Linked DNA regions of Mus musculus: region 1 is linked to region 2. Evidence: chromatin contacts called from public Micro-C data. All regions are on one chromosome and are shown on one strand. Each heading gives the region's core, a stretch centred on a gene start, on an enhancer-like site or on the middle of the called end of the contact. The rest is flanking DNA. Distances are from core to core; before and after follow the strand shown.

Region 1 (3,162 bases), core at 342-2,841, 2.7 Mb before region 2:
TTGTCAAGAGGCCAGCTTAGGCTATGCAATGAGACACTTAAAAATGGCTCCGATCATGATTAAAATAATAATAACGACGATAAAATAACTAGAAGCCATTATCCTAGTACTTCACCATAATCATTACTGAACTCCAGTCCTTGATCAGACCTGGTGACTTCTGGACAAAACTACCAGAAGAGTGCCCTCCGCCTAGTTCTGCCTGTGTAGACCCGACCAGAGACTACCCCAGGGTGCACCAGAGCAGTCTGAGACCTTTGCCTGCAGTGCTTTGCTTTTCTAAGCTGGACTGGGTTCGGACAGAGTGCCAGCCTGAGGGCCCGGGAATGCGCCTGGGCAGGCACTGTCCCAGCAGCCCGGTGACCGCTGCAGGCACCTCCCCTTCTCTCGCGGTGCCAGCACACGGCCTCAGCGGGCTCCGCTCCCAGTCGCCTGCCACCGGTCCGCCAGGCACACGCCTGGGGCGGGATAGAGGCTGCGCCAAGGCCTCCAAGGCGCCTGAGACAGGGAGGGACAAGGAGGGAAGACTTTCAGTTAGCTCAAATCCAGTCACTCTTTATTCCACACAGCCCACAGCTTCTTTCTCCAGAAGATCTGAAATATCCCAGAATGCCCTCCTTTCCCATAGCGTCTAGCAAGCATCTTTCAGAGGAGTGGCGGCTGTTATAGAGGGCCAGAAACAGATAACCCTGAGTGCCTTCCTGCATACACTTCCCCACACCACTGTGTCTCACAAAAGCTAGCCTCCAACTTATTCTCCTGCCTCAGCTTCTTAGGGAACTGTCAACCTATCCTGTTCATGACTCCCTATCCTTCCCACCCTTAGCGAGTTGTGCCCAGCACATCCAATCCTTGAAGCTGAATGGAACAGCAGTGGCAACCCCATATGGCTGCAGAGGGAAAGGCTGCTCAGACAGGGTAGAACTTACTGAGACCACAAAGCTAGTGAGAGGACTCAAGTTCTCATACAGAGAGACCACTAGTGTGCAAACGCTCTCCCCTCCTACCTTCCTAAACCTAATGGCAAACATTTTATTTTTTAGGGTCACAAAGAATCCTCCGGAGTTACTGCGGAGAGAAGAAAGGGGGGAAGCAGAAGCCCAGCCCTCCACTTCCAAGAGTTCCCTTTGCCACTTTTTCTGCCTAAACCCTTCCCTGAATTTTCTTCCAAGTTCTCAGGAGACTCCAAAGACACTTTTCCCTCCAGACTTTCCACCTAGGCACCCCAAGTCCAGGAGTTATTTGCCCCCCCCCTTTTTTAAAAAGGCCCCCATTTCTAGAGCCACCCCCTGGCTCCCGGAGCCACCGCCCCGAGCGCGCGGCCTGTTTATTCAGCCGGGAGTCCGGCACGCGCCGGGCGCACGCACTGCAACAACAAACCAGGCTGAATGGAGAGTTTGCAAGGAGCGGGCGCGGGCAACTGGAGGGGGGGGGGGCGAGAGGGAGGGAGCTGAGGAGGTGGGGGAAGAGGAGGGGTAGTGGGGGCTGCAGCCGCTCGCTGCAGCAGCGGGGAGTGGGGGGCGAGGCGGGGCCAGGGCTGCGCGTGGGGCTGGGTGTCCCATTGAAAAGGCGGCCGCACCGCAGCCGCCCAGCAGTCTCTCACTTCTGGCCAGGGAACGTGGAAGGCGTACCGGCTGGGAGCCGGTTAGGGAGGGCGAATTGGGGGGAACGAGAGAGCAATTAGAAAGAAAGGGGGTTCAACCAAATAATCCCAGAAGCAGGCTCAAGCCCAGGCTGGAGCAAGGGAGAGCGGGCGCAAGAAAGCGCAGCCCCGGAGCAGCTCCACCTGGCAGAGTGCGCTCGGCACTGACTTTTGCGGCTGCTTTCCTTTTCCCTTTCCTCTTTTAAAACCGAGAAGGCGCCGGCGGCGGCCGCACACGCGAGCGCCACGCGAGGCTCCCGAAGCCAACCGCGGCGGGAGGAGGGGAGGGAGGAGGCGGCGCAGAGGGAAGACGATCGCCCAGGCACCTTCCTCCGCTGCAGCCTGACAACTCTGCCTCCTTCTGCGCGTTTCTTCCCCTTTAACTTTCCTCCGGGGCTCGTTTCTCCCCTCTCCTTTTTCTTCGTCCCCCTTTGATCGTGCTTCGCAGCCCCGCTTCCTTCAAGGGCTCTGCGCACCCTGCGTCCCCAACTCGTTCTCCCCCGCGACAGTTTGGCCCGGCATGGAGAGCTCTGGCAAGATGGAGAGTGGAGCCGGCCAGCAGCCGCAGCCCCCGCAGCCCTTCCTGCCTCCCGCAGCCTGCTTCTTTGCGACCGCGGCGGCGGCGGCAGCGGCGGCGGCCGCGGCAGCTCAGAGCGCGCAGCAGCAACAGCCGCAGGCGCCGCCGCAGCAGGCGCCGCAGCTGAGCCCGGTGGCCGACAGCCAGCCCTCAGGGGGCGGTCACAAGTCAGCGGCCAAGCAGGTCAAGCGCCAGCGCTCGTCCTCTCCGGAACTGATGCGCTGCAAACGCCGGCTCAACTTCAGCGGCTTCGGCTACAGCCTGCCACAGCAGCAGCCGGCCGCCGTGGCGCGCCGCAACGAGCGCGAGCGCAACCGGGTCAAGTTGGTCAACCTGGGTTTTGCCACCCTCCGGGAGCATGTCCCCAACGGCGCGGCCAACAAGAAGATGAGCAAGGTGGAGACGCTGCGCTCGGCGGTCGAGTACATCCGCGCGCTGCAGCAGCTGCTGGACGAGCACGACGCGGTGAGCGCTGCCTTTCAGGCGGGCGTCCTGTCGCCCACCATCTCCCCCAACTACTCCAACGACTTGAACTCTATGGCGGGTTCTCCGGTCTCGTCCTACTCCTCCGACGAGGGATCCTACGACCCTCTTAGCCCAGAGGAACAAGAGCTGCTGGACTTTACCAACTGGTTCTGAGGACCTGCCAGGCTCTCCTGGGAATGGACTTTGGAAGCAGGTACGCTTCATGTGGGGATGGGCAGAGCCTTTCTTGACTAGGTCCCTTTTTCTTTTTCGGTGTGGAGGGGGGAGTTCACGGAAGGTAGGGGCTGTCTCCAGGAACCCAGGGGTGAGAGGAGGTTACTATGTTGTTAGTTTGTCCATCTCAAGTGCTAGTGTGTTAACTTCAGTCTTGGCCCCTGAGAGTGGCTTTGCCCAAGTTTCCAAGAGCAGAAGGTCGAGGTGAGGCATAGAGACCCTGCGTATTGAGTCCTGGGACTTT
Region 2 (3,184 bases), core at 559-3,058:
TACCGGAGACAGAAAAAAAAACGTACCCTGGAATGCCGCAGATACCCCTGGGCCAGCGGTCTCAGCCACCAGGTCTGCAATGTAGGCCAAGAGAGGCCTGGAACTTTCCTCCCAGTACAGAAGAACAAGGTCTGGGAAGATATCTAGATAGCTTAATCTTTTTACAACCTGCCCTAGGGGTGGGTGGAGTGGGGGCAGAGTTGACTGTGGTGTTATTTGCAAGTAAGTTAATGTGTGTCAGGGCACAGCTGAGGCCAGCAGGCACTTGTTGCTCAGCTGCAATGCCCTCACATTCTCTCAGGTTTCAGTCAAGCTGCTGCCTATGCCCAGGCTGTGGTCTTACCACCCCTCAAAATTCCAAAGCTGCGGCCCAGCAGGGATTGGAGTGGCCTGGTGGAGAGACTGAGCCTAACGGAGAGAGTAAAGTTTTTTTGAGAACCACTACATGGAAAGGACATAGAAAAAAATAACAGAATTTGAAGTGCGGCGGGTCCCCAAAGATGCTAGGCGTAGAAGTTGACCAACGGATCGCCTGGAGAAGATGCTGGGCATTTTCGTTGTAAGAGATTCCGTGTGTTCCCTTGTGAACCGTGGCGACCCTAGTGCCTGATGTCCACCACACAGCCCTCAAACTACAGGCCGGTTCACAAAACTCAGTGTCAGGCCTCTTCATATGTTCTGCATTCTGCTCCCCCCACCCCCCTTTTGCAAGGTTACAGCCTCACTGTGGAGAGGCTAGTGAGTCGCGTCTTCGCGGCCGGGAGACTACAGTCCTAGGGGCCCATCTCTCCTAGCCCAAAGCTACTAAAGCCCCAGGACCACCGGGTTCGCCGCCGCCACTCCCTCCCTGCAGCGAGATTCCAGAAGCAAGAGCCTCCAGTGCGCGGTGAGACGCGGTACGCCGTCGCCCTCCTCCGCCTTTGGAGCGTTCGGGGCCCTCACCCCAGATCCTAAGCATACCACTACCCTAGCCAAAGCCAGGGCCGCCGCCGGGTCCGGGCGGGGCGGCTTGCTCGCAAAGCTCTTGCAAGTAGCATAAACACCTCGAGCTCGCCGCGAGCCAGCGAGCATCTTTATGCAACTTTATGTCCAAGTGAAAGCGCGCGCCTCAGAGTGCGCGCACGCGCACACACGCATTTACACTCACACACACTTCCATGCATCCACTTACACACTTAGCGCTGGACCGAAAACTTCTGCACGCTCTCCTCCTCTCCTGGGATCCCACTGTCAGGTTGCCCCGCCTGAACTTTCTGCAACTCTTTCTGAAGTGACCCCCGCCCTGTCCCTTCTCCTTCCTCCCCCCTCCAATGACCCCCCTCCAAGTCCCACCAGGACTAACCTGTGGAATCCATGTCGGGTTCCTCCAGTAACCCACAATGCATGCTCTTCCCATGGACAGCACAGACGCCCCCCAAAAGTCCTGATATTTGGGGATCCCCTGTGCTAGAGATGCCCAGGGAGGAAGGGAGGGAAGAAATAAGGAAGGAAGGGATAGCGAGAGAGAGAGGGGGAGACGGTGGGTGAGAGGGCAAAAGGATAAAAGGGGAAAAGAAAGAACTAGTGGAAAGAAAAGAGGCGAAGAAGCGAGGGAAGGAAGGAAGCTAGAGCTGAAGGAGAGAGCGAGAGAGCGAGCGAGCGAGCGAGGGGACACTCAGTAATCCAGTCGGGCAAAGCCAAACCCGTCAAAATGTTTGCGGATGTTTCATGGGAAAAAACATCATTTTATAGGAGCCCCGATGGGAGCAATGTCATTGATAGGCCAGCGGGCCTGATGAATGGCCGCTCGTCAGATGGGGCCGTGGCGAGGCGCACTGTGAAGCCCATTGTGGGCCTGTTTTGAATAAGAAAAGCCGCCTCCGAAAAGGGGGGCTCAGAGCGACGCAATCCCAGCCCTCCGACTTCCCCCTTCTATTATAGCATTAGCAACGTTTTTCTTATTTAAAGTTCCAGAGGCCTTCTCCAGCCTTAGCCCGGCACTCATTATAGACGAAATCAAAATTGGCTTAGATCTGCCCCCCTCTTCAGTCCTCCCGCGCCCGGGCCCCGCGCGGTGCAGCCATGAAGGGGGGTGCAGAGGTACCCGAGCCCTAGGAGTCTCCTGTGCGTCCACGAGTGGGCCCGACTCCTTTTTTTCTCCCCTCGAGACACGTCCCGTTTTCGCCTTGAGTTAGATTTTGAGTAGGGGCCGGGGAGTAGTGCAGAGGGGGTATGTCTTGAGTTTCTTCCACGCAGATCCGCGGACGTGCGTGGGAGTAGAAGTTGAGGAAGGGGAAAGTGAAGCCTTAGGTTCCCATAACCAGTCTGAGGGACAAGAAGGCCGCTTGGCTGCGAGGGGGTGAGAGGCTGGCTTGCGTCAACCAGAACTTTTGTACCCCTTGTCTCTCGCCCCACGGGTCTCTCCAGGTCGGCGTGCCTCGCTGTCTCGCTCTCCGTTTCTCCCTTGGCAGCCAGTCTCTTTGTCTCTCCCTAGTTCTGCGTTCTCCCTGGGTCTCTGGGACCCTCACCCCCACCCCCACCCCCGCGCCTCTTCCCATAACCCTGTATGTCAGTCTGTCTGCGTCCGGGCCCCTCCCTCTTCCCATGTCCCCCGGCTCCCCCCTCTGCCACCCTCTCGGTCCCCCACAGCCAGCAACGGAGTTGGTGAGAAGCCCCGGCGTCAGAGCTGGGGATGAGGCTTTCCCAGGGACCCCTCCCCGGCGCAGTTGAAAGTGTGGGAGGGGGAGGGGGCCGGGGCCTGTGGACCGCAAGTGGAAAGTGGGGGTGGAGGGGGGGCTCCCGTGGCCCCGGGAAAGTGGCCGCTCGCGGGCCGGCCGCGCTGTGATTAGAATATGAATGGGCTCGGCGGGCGGAAGAGAAAGGCGGATTACCCCGCTGCTTTGACCATGGACAGAGGCAGCGCCAGCGGCGCAGGGGCGGATCGCCCGAGTCCCTCCCGCCGAGCCGGGTGCGCTTCTTGCCCGCGACCCCGGGCCTGCCCACCTCGGGCCTCCGGGTAGCCCCCCGAGCCGCGCCGAGTGGGACAATGGTGGGTGAGGGGCAAGGGACTAGCACGTGCCGAGTTAAGGTCACGAGATGCAGGGAAGGGGCAGCGCGGACGGGCAGAAGGGTTCGAATCCCGGCTCTGCAGATTCCTTCATCTTTTTTGGGCCTCAGCTTCCTTATCTGTGAAATGGGAGTAACG

Evidence for each region. A called contact is a pair of places that touch in the nucleus more often than the background predicts.
Region 1: a contact with region 2 is called in a Micro-C map of embryonic stem cells, with 23 times the contacts expected there. The contact joins the promoter of Ascl1 here to the promoter of Rfx4 in region 2. A contact is called at or near these places in 1 of 484 Hi-C or Micro-C datasets (embryonic stem cells) and 1 of 115 datasets of contacts at active chromatin or transcription factors (embryonic stem cells).

What each region holds. Positions count from the first base shown.
Region 1 is chr10:87,492,089-87,495,250 of GRCm38.p6, reverse strand. Ascl1 (achaete-scute family bHLH transcription factor 1) reads left to right here and starts at 1,591. Exons shown (of 2, transcript NM_008553.5): 1 at 1,591-2,898. The coding sequence starts at 2,163. The coding sequence ends at 2,858.
Region 2 is chr10:84,754,672-84,757,855 of GRCm38.p6, reverse strand. Rfx4 (regulatory factor X, 4 (influences HLA class II expression)) reads right to left here and starts at 1,808. Exons shown (of 18, transcript NM_001024918.1): 1 at 1,343-1,808. The coding sequence starts at 1,385.